Regions from separate parts of the Gossypium hirsutum genome. Here all the other regions are linked to region 2. The links are chromatin contacts, called in public Hi-C maps. All regions are on one chromosome and are shown on one strand. Each heading gives the region's core, a stretch centred on a gene start, on an enhancer-like site or on the middle of the called end of the contact. The rest is flanking DNA. Distances are from core to core; before and after follow the strand shown.

Evidence for each region. A called contact is a pair of places that touch in the nucleus more often than the background predicts.
Region 1: a Hi-C map of leaf shows a contact between it and region 2, with 5 times the contacts expected there. The contact joins the promoter of LOC107959974 here to the enhancer-like site in region 2. A contact is called at or near these places in 3 of 34 Hi-C or Micro-C datasets (hypocotyl and leaf).
Region 3: a contact with region 2 is called in a Hi-C map of leaf, with 2.5 times the contacts expected there. The contact joins two enhancer-like sites. A contact is called at or near these places in 2 of 34 Hi-C or Micro-C datasets (both in leaf).

Annotation. Positions count from the first base shown.
Region 1 is chrA05:74,817,056-74,821,966 of Gossypium_hirsutum_v2.1, reverse strand. LOC107959974 reads left to right here and starts at 2,710. Exons shown (of 3, transcript XM_016896165.2): 1 at 2,710-3,038; 2 at 3,121-3,248; 3 at 3,521-3,913. The coding sequence starts at 2,765. The coding sequence ends at 3,631. LOC107959973 (protein PLASTID REDOX INSENSITIVE 2, chloroplastic) reads right to left here. Exons shown (of 4, transcript XM_016896163.2): 3 at 4,246-4,413; 4 at 1,462-3,114. The coding sequence ends at 3,091.
Region 2 is chrA05:75,661,124-75,665,822 of Gossypium_hirsutum_v2.1, reverse strand. No RefSeq gene overlaps it. Among protein-coding and RNA genes, the nearest start is that of LOC121229884, 93 kb to the right of the region's middle. Within about 2 kb of position 1,337, at least 8 of the 9 cell types and tissues checked have an H3K27ac peak or open chromatin away from gene starts, as enhancers often do. A contact at or near this core is called in leaf, where this site is marked.
Region 3 is chrA05:76,221,291-76,225,906 of Gossypium_hirsutum_v2.1, reverse strand. No RefSeq gene overlaps it. Among protein-coding and RNA genes, the nearest start is that of LOC107959984, 15 kb to the left of the region's middle. Within about 2 kb of position 2,501, at least 8 of the 9 cell types and tissues checked have an H3K27ac peak or open chromatin away from gene starts, as enhancers often do. A contact at or near this core is called in leaf, where this site is marked.

The sequences.
Region 1 (4,911 bases), core at 1,461-3,960, 850 kb after region 2:
TCTTTGCATTATTATATGTTTAGTCCATATTCTTTAACTGAATCATTTTAAGTTGCTATACTTTTTTAAAATTTAAAATTTCATTCCTGATGTACATGATAGTCAACAATTCATTAACTGAATTTTTAGTAATTAATAACTGAAAATAACAAACTAACATAGTATTACATATATGATAATGTATTTTCCATATTCTAATTTTGAAAATAACAAAATTTAATGATTTAATAATTATCGTCTAGTGAGAATTAAAATTTAAAATTTTAAAAATATAATAATTAAAAATATCAAATTAAAATACATAAAGTTGACCTAATTAAAAAATGGGAAATAAGACCCCTTAATTGACCTAGTGGCTAAGGGTTATTCTCCAATAAAACCCACTTGAATTTAAACCTCCAAGAAGTAGTAGTAAACATTTATTTGAGCAGCTCCTATACATATGTAATAGGAGTATATCTCTATCATTAAATGCATGAGTAAAAACCCTTTAAATATATAGGTAAAAGTTGTTTTACCTACTTTATTGCAAAGGAATTGGATTCTGTTTATTTGTTTCCCTTCACTATCCACTTGTCCTTTCACCTTAAAATAATATCCAAAACCATTCATCTTTCTTTCAAGAAGTTTCCTTGGTAGTTTGCTGACAATATCTAGTAGTTGATGTAAAAATGATAATAAATATAAAGTTTCCCACAATATGATAACTTCACACAAAGACATGGATGGTTTAAATTTTAATACAAATTATTAAAATGTTAAATTTTACTTCATTATTTATTCACATTTAAACTTATCATAAATAAATGTTTAAATATATTTTCTATCAAATATAATTATTAAAAATAATTATATCTAACCACATCAATACCTATATCATCTTAAATCTTAACACTGTAAAAAAAAAATATTGACCAATTATATCTAATCACGTCAATACCTATATGTTATTTTTTTGATTTTATAATTTTATAGTAATATTTATATTAATATTAATTAAAAATAATTATATTAATATTAAAAAAATTCTAATTTTAAATATTTTTTTAATATTTGATTGCTTTTATGGATACAAATAATGCAAAATTCAATAATATTCAAAGTTAAATAATATTTTAATTACTATTCAGAGCAGATTCAAAGTGGATAGGAACTATCAGTATTCATTATCTGAATGCAACTTTATATTTTATGAATAACAAAACGATATCATAATTTGTTTTATTTAAAAAAATATTTTTGAATTACTTTTTTATATACTAAATTCATTTTTACTAAACTTAATTATTTTTCAAATAATGTTATTTAAAATATATTTAATTTAAATTTAAAATGGATAATAAATACTAAAAATTCTATTACATATGTATGTGTCACGGGGTTAGAACTTTAGTTTGGCAAACCGCGCGACCTTAGGTAATTTCCTACTCTTGTCACAAGAAAAATAACGTACACTAGGTGTTTGAGTAAATTCTCTAAAAAATATTTTATTATGAGTGATTACAAATGAAGGAGAAGACTTTTATTTATAGTTGAACTCTCTCAAATCTAATGGTACAAATTGAGTTACATCAACGATCGAGATTAGAGCCCATCTACAAGATGAGAGTCTTAAGGGATTTAAGTTCTATACATCTTTATCCCTTATGATTTACAATAGTAACTCTAATTTTACTAGAGTGTTTCACTGGTCACCAATGCTTCAAGTAGATGAGTTTCTCCATATGTACCATGAGTCAAACCAATTCAAGCAGGTCAAATGAGCCCGTTTGAATTAGTTGACATCCATGGGATGCTCTTTGACCTCCATGGGTTTCTCTATATGTACTATTACTAGAGTGTTTCGCATACAATATATAATGAAACATATGATTTGAAACTAACTAATCATAATAACGAATAAAATATGCATGATATTAAAATAAATAAATAAGATTAAATTATAAGTAATACGAAATTTAAACACAAATACATCATATTAATAATATTAAATACATAACAATTTTGTTATCATGATGTTGTATAAAGCTGAAGGAGATAACAAATGATGCATGTTAACATAATAATGAATAAAACATGTTAAAATGAAACTTTAGTTGAGTGATCTAATTAGTATGAGTTCAAAACGTACACATTGTATGTTTTTATTATTATTTTTAAAAAAAATACTCTCAAATAAAAAATTTTAATTTTGTAATAAATAATTATATTTTAAAATGCATATTAAAATTTACCATTCCTAACCATACTCATAATTTAAAAATTAAAAGAAAAAGGAAATATAAAGGCAGGGTAATCCCTAAGGCGGAGGAGCATAAAAAAGTATACTATGGCGGATAAGGCGGTGGGTTGTCAAATCATTGTCCGGCCAAAGGAATCTCCCTCTCACTCACACGCATGCTCACTTGTATTATAATTACTGTATTTTTTTCACACACAAATTATTTAGTCCTATCCCTCTAATTATGACTTTCAACACTTTGACCCCAACTCCTCACATTTCTCCACGTGTAGCTCATGCCGGCTTTCCATAAAATAATTATAAAATCCTGATTGTAACTTATGTGTTGCCGTTTTGGATGTGAATAGTGAGAGGCAAGGCAAGGGTATATAATAAGTTAGTTGGGAAATGAGGAAAGGCCTGCTTGTGCTTGGTTGAGTTGAGTGAGACTTTTTGTGTAGGGTCGTATTAGAAAGAGACTTCTGCTTACTTAACCTCCTCTTCCCTTCCTTTCCTTATCTTCTTCTTCCTTTTTCAGAATTCATGGGGAATTGCCAAGCCATCGATGCGGCGGCCTTGGTCATTCAGCATCCCTCCGGGAGGCTTGAGAGGTTATATTGGCCCATTCCCGTCAGTGAAGTTATGAGAATGAATCCCGGTCATTACGTTTCTCTCATCATTCCCTTGCCTGTTTCCCAAGAGGAGGAAGCCAACCATCATCAAGATCGAGATACGGTGCGTTTCACCCGTGTTAAGCTCCTCCGCCCCACCGATACTCTTTCCCTTGGCCACGCTTATCGCCTTATCACTTCTCAAGGTCTTCTTCACTTTCTTTATTTGCAAGATTGTCTTTCTTTTATATTGATTTCTCAACTCTCTCTTGTTTCCTGTCCCTGCAGAGGTCATGAAGTTCATGAGAGCCAAGAAATATGCAAAAACCAAAAGGGAATCCATGAAAAAATTGCAGCACCATGGACAAGACAACCTAACTTCAGGAGGAAAGTTTGACGCACACATCACCAACCAAGTATGGCTCTCACTTATCTTTCATATATGTTCTCTTCCCAGCTAAGCAATCTGTGAATATGGGTCCTCAAACACCAGTTACTCGCCATGGGAACTATAAGCAAATTATGATAATCATATTGGAAGGATATCATAAATTGATTGTTAAAGTTTCCATCTGCATTAAGATTAGATATAAACTAAACCAGTTTGGAAAACATTTCATGTTTCATTTGAATCTTTCTTTCTCATTCAATCCTAAAAACTTAAGCGCTTATGTTCTAAACTTTCCAGGAACTAAAGAATGAAAGACAAATCTCACGGACATCATCTGTGAACGCTGCTTCAATGAGGTCAAAATCATGGCGGCCATCATTACAGAGCATCTCTGAGGCTGTAGGCTAATAGTTTTGTTTTCAAGTTTCTTTTCTTAAGTGCAGATTGGTTTTAGGAATGGCAATGAACTGCCTCTTTTGTTCAATGAAACCCGAAATTAGGGAAAATGGAAATTCACCAATCGAATGAAGGTGATAACCAAAGATTTCAACTTGCAATCAAAGCTCCCAAATTGAAATCTGTTTCAAGAAAAATAAACATATGTATAGCTTCTCAGTTCAGAGGAACATTGGATCCTAAATTGTATTACAAGTAGTATTCTTATATGAAATTAGGATTTTCAGTCTTTCACTCACTGCTTTCATACAAATCCCAAACTTGATCACTTTCAAAAAGTACAACACAATGCTATGTTGATCAAACTCTTTATTTTATGGACACGAGAATATGACTTTCAAGATCCTCCAATTGTATAAAAAAACTTTAGAAAAGTTTAATCATATCCGTGTCTGATACACATCTATATCTAACACTCATATCTGAGTTTGAGTAAATATTTGACTCCAAGTAACATAGGTACAATCTGATGATAATGGAAAATAATGTTATGAATGTGATGATAATGGAAAAATATGTTATGAAACATGTGGAGGAAATCATTTGGGAGAGTTTGAGTTCCAAACCTCCCAATCATGATCAAGGTGGTTTTGGGCCCATAACAAGGATGCCCGAGCAGCAACAGGTGCTCCAGGTAATTTCTTCTCCTTCAAAGCTACAAACATATCTGTGAAAGGCTCCACCAACAGTGTTCCAGGTCCTCCATATTCATTGTGCAAGAAATCATTAAATATCTGTTTCAACAATAGAAAAAACAGTAAGCTTCACAAAAATTTTAAGTTCAATATCAAGACTTGTATTCTTCTGTAGGCAAGGCTTATACAGGTAGAAGTAATCTTCAACACTAACTATATCACATGTATGTAGAAGCCAAATTCAAAGAAATCCCTGCATTGGGCCAAACATTCACATAAGGAAGAACATGACGAGCTGTCAGGCAAGGAGTGATTTGTTATTTTCGTGCCAGATAATTCTTTTGGGGTCAATTATTGAACAATTTCCAGCTCAATCAAAAAGCAGGCCTCTTAAAGAGACAAAAATGTTCGATTTAGAAGAAATCATTGCTGATAAAAGCTATAAACAACCAAAAGTAGGCAATTAAAATTATGTTGTTTGGATTGAAAGATTTGACTAAAGGGCTGTGAACCACTATTCTCAAACTGTTATATGATTCTCTGATTACAGGGATTAACAGGCGAGGCTTAGTGAGTGAACATGATCACCAATCACCA
Region 2 (4,699 bases), core at 88-2,587:
TGAAATTGGAATTGAATTTTTTAAAATTTACTAAGGACCGTATTGAATTCCTCTCACAAATTCTAAAGGTTTTTAATTAAAATAAGTTATTTTTTTATTTAATTTTAAAATTTTAAATCATTTTTAACTTAATTTAATTTTTGAATTTTTGGCATAAAAGGGTAGATATTTGGATATCCACATTTCGATTCTTGTTTTTGGAAAAGGGAAAATTAGACAAAAAAAAGTTAAATAAAAAATTTCTATTTCAGGTAATTATTTTTATAAAATAAAATAATATTGAAATTTGGTTTTTCTTTGAAAGTCCAATACTAAGGCCCACCTTTTGGTATTTACTAAAACTTAAGTTAGGTCCAATTCAAGTTAAGTTTAAAGTCCAAGTCTAGTCTGAAGCCCAAATTCATTTTAAAGTCCAAGTCCAACTCAAGCCCAATTTAAATATTTTCAAGCACAAGTTGTTTAGGTCCTTTTTGAAGTCCGGAATTGAGTCTTGACCCAAGTTAAGTCCAAGCCCGAAAGCCCATTTCTGTATCCAATTTTCGGGTTAGGGTTTTTAAAACCCTTTTTCTTTTTTTTTTTCTAACACGAGTCTGAATACAAAGAAAAAGTTGGTAACCAATTACAGTTGACAATAAACAGCATATGAAACGATTTTGTGATTAATGATAATTTGGAAAAAAGTATAACGATGAATCTGCAAACAATAAAAAACAGAATCCTAAATAAATAAGAAAATCAAGATACAAGAAAAAAGGGAAAGGGTTTTCCAAAGACAGTCTTCACGTTTTTTTTTTTGCTCTTTTGATACATGAATAAAAGATTTTTCTTTCCTTCTCAATTTTTGAAGAAGAAAAAAGGTGAAGGGTGGTTCCAAGGAGGCGACATCCTGAGTTTCAAAACTCTAGCCATGAGGAACAACCACCCTTACCAGATCCACAAAATAAAAGGTGTGAATTTTCAGACCTAAAATAACGAAAAGTGAAGAAAAAATTTATTTTTGAAACAGTTTTGAAAAAAGAAGAAATTTTTGGTTATTTGTTCCTTTTGATTTTTTTTTCTTTAAAGTTTGTTAGAAAGAAAAAGAAATCTTTTTCTCTGCAGTTTTCAGCCACCGCGTGTGGTGCTCTGACGTTGGAAATCAAAGATCCTTGGGTTCTTCAATAGTAGAGCCATAAAACAAATTTAAACAAAGCTGAGAGAAAAAACAAAGAGTGTTATTTGAAAATTGAAAGAAAAAAATAACAAAGTACATTTGAGTTTCAGGAATAAATAGTAGTGGGAAAGAGAAATTTGCAACCCAGTCCTCCGTGTTTTTAAATTATATTTTAGGCCTTTCGCCTTTATAAATTGCACAGGAGGTCCCCCGTGCTTATGTTTTTATTTCTTGGGACCTGCGCCTTGCACAATTGTAGGATTAGTCTTTGGATTTTTAATTTTATTCAAACCAAGAAAATTTCCAGTCAAGTCCCTCTTTTACATTTTTTAATTTTTAAAATTAAACCTTTTTATTTCTAATATTTTTTGAATTTATTTTTGCTTTTTATTTAATCTGATTTTTAAATTTCTAGAATTTTCTTTTTAAAAGGAATGATTGTTTGGTAAATAATAAAATTTGATTCTCTTTATTTGGAATATTTAAATTTATTTTAATTGAATATTTTTATTATGTATTTTAGTTGAATAATTGTGATCATTAGTGCATTAATTTTATTTTGGCATAATCTTTTCTTTTCTTTTTTTTTGCTATTTTCTTGTTATCATTTTGTGCTTCTGTTTACTGTTCTTATTACTTTTTGAAAATATTCTAAGAATTTTAGTAATTTTTTTAATGAAATTCTTATTTTAAAATTTAGATTTATTTATTTTAGATTTAATTCATTTAGAATTTTAGATTAATATTTATAAGTTGTTGTTCATTCGTTCCATGTATTGTTATAACAATTTTGTTTCTATGCTTGGGCCATTGTTTTGGGCCCCATACATGTTTTGATTAGACTGAGTGTGATCCATTTGATTATGGTATGTTTGACAAAATAGTAGCATGGGTCGACTAAGAGGCTTTAGTCTCTCAATTAATTTTCTTGAAGTGATTTGATCAGCATGGTAGTCTTTTTTTTTTATGCTTAAGGTGCTAATTTTTAGGGATAACTATTAGCTTTACTCAAGGAGCTTCCCAATCACTTATCAATTGTTTTAAAGGAAAATATTTTTCTATTTCCCAAGCTTATAAAACGACGTAGTCTTTTGAGAATGATCAAGTTTTAAGAGTTTATTTCTATTGAAGCTGTGTTGAACTTGTGTTTCATTCAACTTGTTTGTTTATTTTCTTGTTCGATTGTTTGCTTAGCTGACTAAGGTGGATGTAACACTTAGCTCAAGCACTGCTGAGTGACCATTTTGGGTTGTAGGATTGTTAATTCTTTATCGGGGTTGCATAGACATTCTTGGTGAAGAAGTTGTGAGCTTTAACTGATAGGGAAGAAGTGTATTCTTGTTTCATTTGGTAATTGAACAAAAGATCTAAGGGAGGCTTCACAAACATAAGGTTAATTGTGTTCTTTTACACTCTTATTTTTCTTTAGCTCTATTATTTTCATTCTAACTATCATTACAACAAAAAAATTGCAAAATTGTCTTATCATATCTATAGTCTAATTATTTTTCAATATCCTTAGATTTAATTTAAGTTTGGTAAAAAATTTAGATCTTCTCTAGATTTATTTAACTTTAGATTTTAGATGTTTAGGTTCAATTACATCCTATTTTAGAGTTTTTGAATTTTGAAATTCTCATATTTTAAATTTAGAGTTGGATTTGTTTCATTTTTAGCTCTAGAATTTAGATTTTAAGTTTTAATAAATTTAATTAGATTTTAGTTTAGAGCTGGATTTGTTTCATTTTTAAGTTGTAGAATTTAGATTTTAAGTTTTCATAGATTTCATTAGATGTTAATTTAGAAATTAGATTATGAAGATTTATTGGATTTAATTTTTAGAATTTAGATGTTGGATTTTGTTAGATTTCCAAAATTCATAGTTTTAATTTCGTTGGTTAATTATAGGTATTAAATTTTTTTCTAGTTTTAGAATTTTAAGTTATCATAGTATTTTAAGTTCAATTTAACTTTAATTTTAATTTTAGAATTTTTAAGTTTAAGACATTTAAGTTCATTTTTTAAACTTTAAAATTTTTTTTTAGACAATAACTTGGAATGTTTGGATGATTATTCACAAATTTTAGGTTAGTGTCTTTAGTATTTGAGAATAGGTTTATTTGGAGTTAATGTTAGAAGTTTTAAGTTAAAAACTTCAAAAATCAAGCCCTGTAGGATATATTTTTTAGATATATAGGAATGCTACAATTTTATACGAAATATTACTCTCAAATCCAAATTTTGAAAATAAGACCAATATTTAGTTTTAATGATTTTTTCTAAATTCATTTTAGGATTAGTTTTAATGATTTTAGGCAACATGTGCTCCAATAGGTTTCCATGTCTAGTTTGCTATTGCTAGGTACTTTTCTAGCACATTGTGACAACTTTACATGTGCATAAATCCTTAAATGGATTTAAGGTAAATTTAACTTGAGTCTTATTTAATGTATTGTTAGTCTAAACAATCACATTTATATCTCTATTTTTGGGAGTCAATCTTACTTCGACAATTAAGACAAACTATCTCCCTCATTAAGCTTATAGACAACATAATAGTCTCATATTATTTTTTAGATATATAGGAATGCTACAATTTTATACGAAATATTACTCTCAAATCCAAATTTTGAAAATAAGACCAATATTTAGTTTTAATGATTTTTTCTAAATTCATTTTAGGATTAGTTTTAATGATTTTAGCCAACATGTGCTCCAATAGGTTTCCATGTCTAGTTTGCTATTGCTAGGTACTTTTCTAGCACATTGTGACAACTTTACATGTGCATAAATCCTTAAATGGATTTCAGGTAAATTTAACTTGAGTCTTATTTAATGTATTGTTAGTCTAAACAATTACATTTATATCTCTATTTTTGGGAGTCAATCTTACTTCGACAATTAAGACAAACTATCTCCCTCATTAAGCTTATAGACAACATAATAGTCTCATATTATTTTTTAGATATATAAGAATGCTACAATTTTATACGAAATATTACTCTCAAATCCAAATTTTGAAAATAAGACCAATATTTAGTTTTAATGATTTTTTCTAAATTCATTTTAGGATTAGTTTTAATGATTTTAGCCAACATGTGCTCCAATAGGTTTCCATGTCTAGTTTGCTATTGCTAGTTACTTTTCTAGCACATTGTGACAACTTTACATGTGCATAAATCCTTAAATGGATTTAAGGTAAATTTAACTTGAGTCTTATTTAATGTATTGTTAGTCTAAACAATCACATTTATATCTCTATTTTTGGGAGTCAATCTTACTTCGACAATTAAGACAAACTATCTCCCTCATTAAGCTTATAGACAACATAATAGTCTCATATTATTTGAATCATTTGCTCAGTTCAATTCTACAAACTATGGGAAATTTAAATTATCTAGTGATATAAATTGTCTTCTCGCATTATACTCCATCTGTATGATGCAACTTAATATTAGTTAAACCTTAGTAATCATTGAATCAATATCTACTTATATACATTATTATTTGTAAAACCTATTTAGGACAATATATTATAGAAATAAT
Region 3 (4,616 bases), core at 1,252-3,751, 560 kb before region 2:
TTTTCTTGTTGTTACACTAACTAACAATTACTTTATAATAGTTATTAACATAAAAACTTTCAAATATAATAAAAAAATTTAAAACATAACATTCACAATAAACATGCCATTAATCTAGACACAAAACTTACTAACAAATCACAATAAATAAAATAACCTTAAAACAAAACATAAAAGTAACACTAAACAAACTATATAATACTAACAAAGTAATTTTTTCTTATCATAATCTATTCTATTTGAAAATAACAATAAAAATAATAATACATTTTCTTTCTTCTCTTTTCTTTTTTTCTTCTCTTCTCCCTCTCTTGTTCTGCTATTTTTTTTAAACTGATACTTTAAAATTGAGTTTGATGGGGGAGTGTGGGGGGAATATGCTAGGTGTGCCGCCTATCAAATAGGCACCACCAATGACGCCTATCAAATAGGCATCACCAGTGCCACCTATCAGATAGGGGTTACTGGTGTCGCCTATCAGATAGGCACCATACTCTCATACCCCTTCTATATTTTTATACCGCGTATATACCTGAATGGACTAAGTGTGCCGCCTATAACTTTGACACCACTACTAAAATATTATTATTTTTAACTAAATTTTGTTAGAATCTAGGGTGGTGCTGCCTATGCACCACCCTCTACCCCTTTGAATGTACAATTTTGGTACATAATTTTTGGAACATTCCATTTCAATATTTTTTAAAAAATATTATATAGGTAAAAAAACCCTCATCTAACTGAATTCTTAATCAATTACGTCACAGAAAAGAAAATATACAAATGGAAGGCAATCTAGAAAACAACTACTCACCAGGTTTGATAAGTTTTAAGTATGACATCAATACCGTTAACTTTTTTTATTACTCTTGTGAATTTAATTAATTTTATTATTTTTAAATTTTTTAATTTTAAAATTTCATTCCTCAACAAATTATGATTGTTAAATTTATTAAGTTTTGTTACTTCTAAAATCTGATGGGTCAAACATATTATCATATGTATCATATCATGTTAGTTTATTATCTTCACATATTACTCACTAAAAAAATTAATGGACTAACAATTGTCATTTAAGTTAAAATTGAAATTTTAAAATTCACTAAGTACAGGGACTTAAAATGGTCCAATTGTAGAATATGGATAAAATCTACAACTAGTAATTTTAGTTTAACCAAACAAAATTAATTGTTACTGTTTAGGGTAGGATTAAAATTTTAAAAATTGAAAAGTACATAAACTAAAATTGACCAATTAAAAAATAAAAGAACTAAAATTGATCAAATTATAGTATATTGACTAAATTTATAATTTTTACAAAGTACATCAAGACCATACCACCCGAAATATGGGCCTTAACACCATACAGGTTTAATTTATTTAAGTGTTATATGCAGACCTAAAATGGGCTTTGAGAAGAAAGGCTATTGAAATCCAAAATTCCAAAGCAGGGCTGAGGAGAATCCCTGACTGATTGACAGAAAGGGTCAGAAAATGAATCCTTCACTGCAAAGGGTTTCAGAATTTTTGTTTTTGAAAAAAGAAGACAGCAGCAGTCAAGTCAAGCATCTTTGCTTAGTGATTCCCTTAATGAAAAGGACAAGTCTCACTGCCGTGCATTTCCTTTCTTAGAAATCACCAAGCTTTTATAGGCCAAAACTCATACCCCTTTTTCTTTTTCCTTCATCTTTTTTATCAGCCAATGATTATGATGGAAAACCAGAAAGGGGGATTGCTATTACTATGTCTTTCAGGCAATTTGGCCTAAACTCAACCAAATGCAATACCTGAAATTTGCTCCAATTTGATTCTTAACACATTTTCAATCAAAAGATAGATAGAATAAAGAGACGCTGATATTTATAATCTTTTTATCTTTAGTTTCAGCTCATTAGAAAGCAAATTACATGATAGGTGTAAGGAATGCATTCCCAGCAGCATTTTTATCTTCAAAACTATCCAAACCCCAAAACCAAACCCATAATTTGAGTACAAACCTTATACAAAAGCTAGCTACCTCGTATGCATCTCTTACATCCCACGTTCAAATAAGGGAAAATAAGAAAAAGAAACGTACATAACTCGAGATTAAACAAAGCAGAAACAAAAAATAAAGGTTATGTTCTAAGATTAGAGTCAAGTAAAATCGGACCGCTACCCTCAATTCCCCGCAATGCAACGATGGTGCTAGCCAGCACAATTGCAAAGCCTTGTTTGTTTCTTTTGCCATTCTCTGTCACCCGTATTTAAAAACCAAGCAGTCATGCCACCGGCACCAGCTCCTACCGCCATTTCCCTTATGTTCCCAGCAGATATCAGCAACTCCTTGAGTGCTTCCGGCAGTCATCTTTTAGAATCAATTGCTATGGAAAGAAAAATATATGTAGCGAAAGTTTGTGCTGAAAAAGCAAATATGGCAAAGTAGCTTAGTAAGGAAAAGAGTGTGTGGATATATGCATAGGGGGACAAGGTGGGTCGTATATAAAGGCGAGATAAAAGCTTTTAGCTTTTTTTTTTTTTCTTTGCCTTGAATGTTCTGTGGTAGATTAGTTACCTTAACATCATTATGAGGGCCACGGTAAAATTTTACGCTTTATACTTAATAGTTAAGAGGAGAAAAAACGTGTGACATCATATTTAACAAAAAAGGAAAGAAAATTTTAAATAATTATGACTGTTATAATAAAATATATTATATTTTTAAGGGGAGGATTTTGATTTGAATATTAAAAATATTGTTTGAAGAGACCACACAAACTCTTAAAAGATCTATCTTTGTGGATTGTAAAATAAATTTGGAAGATACTTTAATTTCATAATTTTTTTAAAATTGCTTTGTAATTTTTACGGGAATTGTAGTGTTGTATGGAGTGGGTGGTTATTTAAAAAAATTAGAAGTTTTTTTAGGAGGAAGTTTTCTTAAATAAATGTTTGAGATTAAAAAAATTAAATATTATATAAAAACATTCAAAAGAATACACACGTCTAATAATATATTTAGTTATTTTAAATTTTAAATTTTTTAATTTTTTGTTAGATTGAATTAATGTCATTTGGCTTGTGATTTCAAATTTTAATTAAGAGTTTTATAATAGTATAGATAAATATAGATAAAAATAATTAAATAACAAAATATGATATTATTAAAAAGATAATTAATTAATATATCATGCAGTTTTTTAGACTTAATAAATAGATTAATAATGTAATAAGTGTCACATTTGTTTATATATATATTATTACACCTTAAAATTAAGATTTTACATTTATTAATATACTAATATATCTATACACCAACAATATCAGTTATTTACTATTAGTATTTATTTTAGAAACAATGCACAGAATTTAACTTTTTAACAATGAGCAATATACAGTGAATTATCAATGTATAAATTCATATAATAAATATAATTATTTAATAAAAATGAAAAGGTATAATAATTTGGTTAAAGAGAATGTTGAAATAGTCCTTCCAAGCTAGGGTTAAGGGCATGTTTGTGGGGAATGCAAATAACTCCACTATCTCGAATTCCAAGGCTCTCGGAGTTTTCATATTATTCTCTCATGGACGAGAGAGAAAGTGAGCAGTGATGGGGTTTGTTTGTCTGTGTATGTGAAGTTGGCATTGTTGGCTGCTATTTTATTGAATCGATATTTATATTATAAGTCACACTCAGCTCAAGATTTAAGTCCTAATGGCAAACTTTTTAGTTTTATTACCCTATTATTGAGATTGAGAGTTGGGTATTTGTAGTCTCCACGGCCAGTCATCGCCTGGATTGCTGTGCAGATGTGTATTGGAATCCCACGACCCACCATTGGGTAAAAACACCAACACCAACAACAACTTCGAATATATTTATAATTTGTTTAAAAGCTTGTTTGGATAATGAAATAAAATATAATCGGATGGATCAATCGAGGTTATTAAATTAAAAAGGTAAACTATACAATTAATCATTAAATTATAGATAAATTTTCGTTTTGGTCGCTTAATTAAAAAAGTTACAATTTGATTATTGAATAATTCGAAACTTTTCATTTAAATCACTGAACTGTTTAAAAGTTTTTATTTAAGCCACTAGGTTATTATTTTTTTTTCAAAATGTTTCATCAACAAGCTCCAAGTGATGATTCGATAATCGATTTGGTGAATTAGTACCCATCGACGAGTAGAAGAACATACCTTAGATCCAAGTCGATTTGACGGCCAATGTCAGAGATCAGAGAAAAAAGTTGTTTGGATTTTGATTTACAGATTTGTGACGTCTAGAACTGTTTCATGAAAAAAAAACTAAATTGTAAAAGAGAAGGGGAAATAGAGCTTTCAATTGATGGATGCAGTGCAAATAGAAAAAAACCATATAGCATCGATTTTAACAATTTAATGACTTAAATGGAAACTTTTGAATAATTTAGTGACCAAATTATAACTTTTTTTAGTTAAGTGGTCAAAACGAAAATTTACCCATAGTTTAAAGACTAATGGTCTAGTTTACGTAATTAAAAAGTAGTGGTTTGTATGGTACGAAACAAATATATATAACTAGTTTTTTTTATCTCGTGTGATGTACGAGGTTAAGTTGTATATATCAAATTTTAATATTTTATAT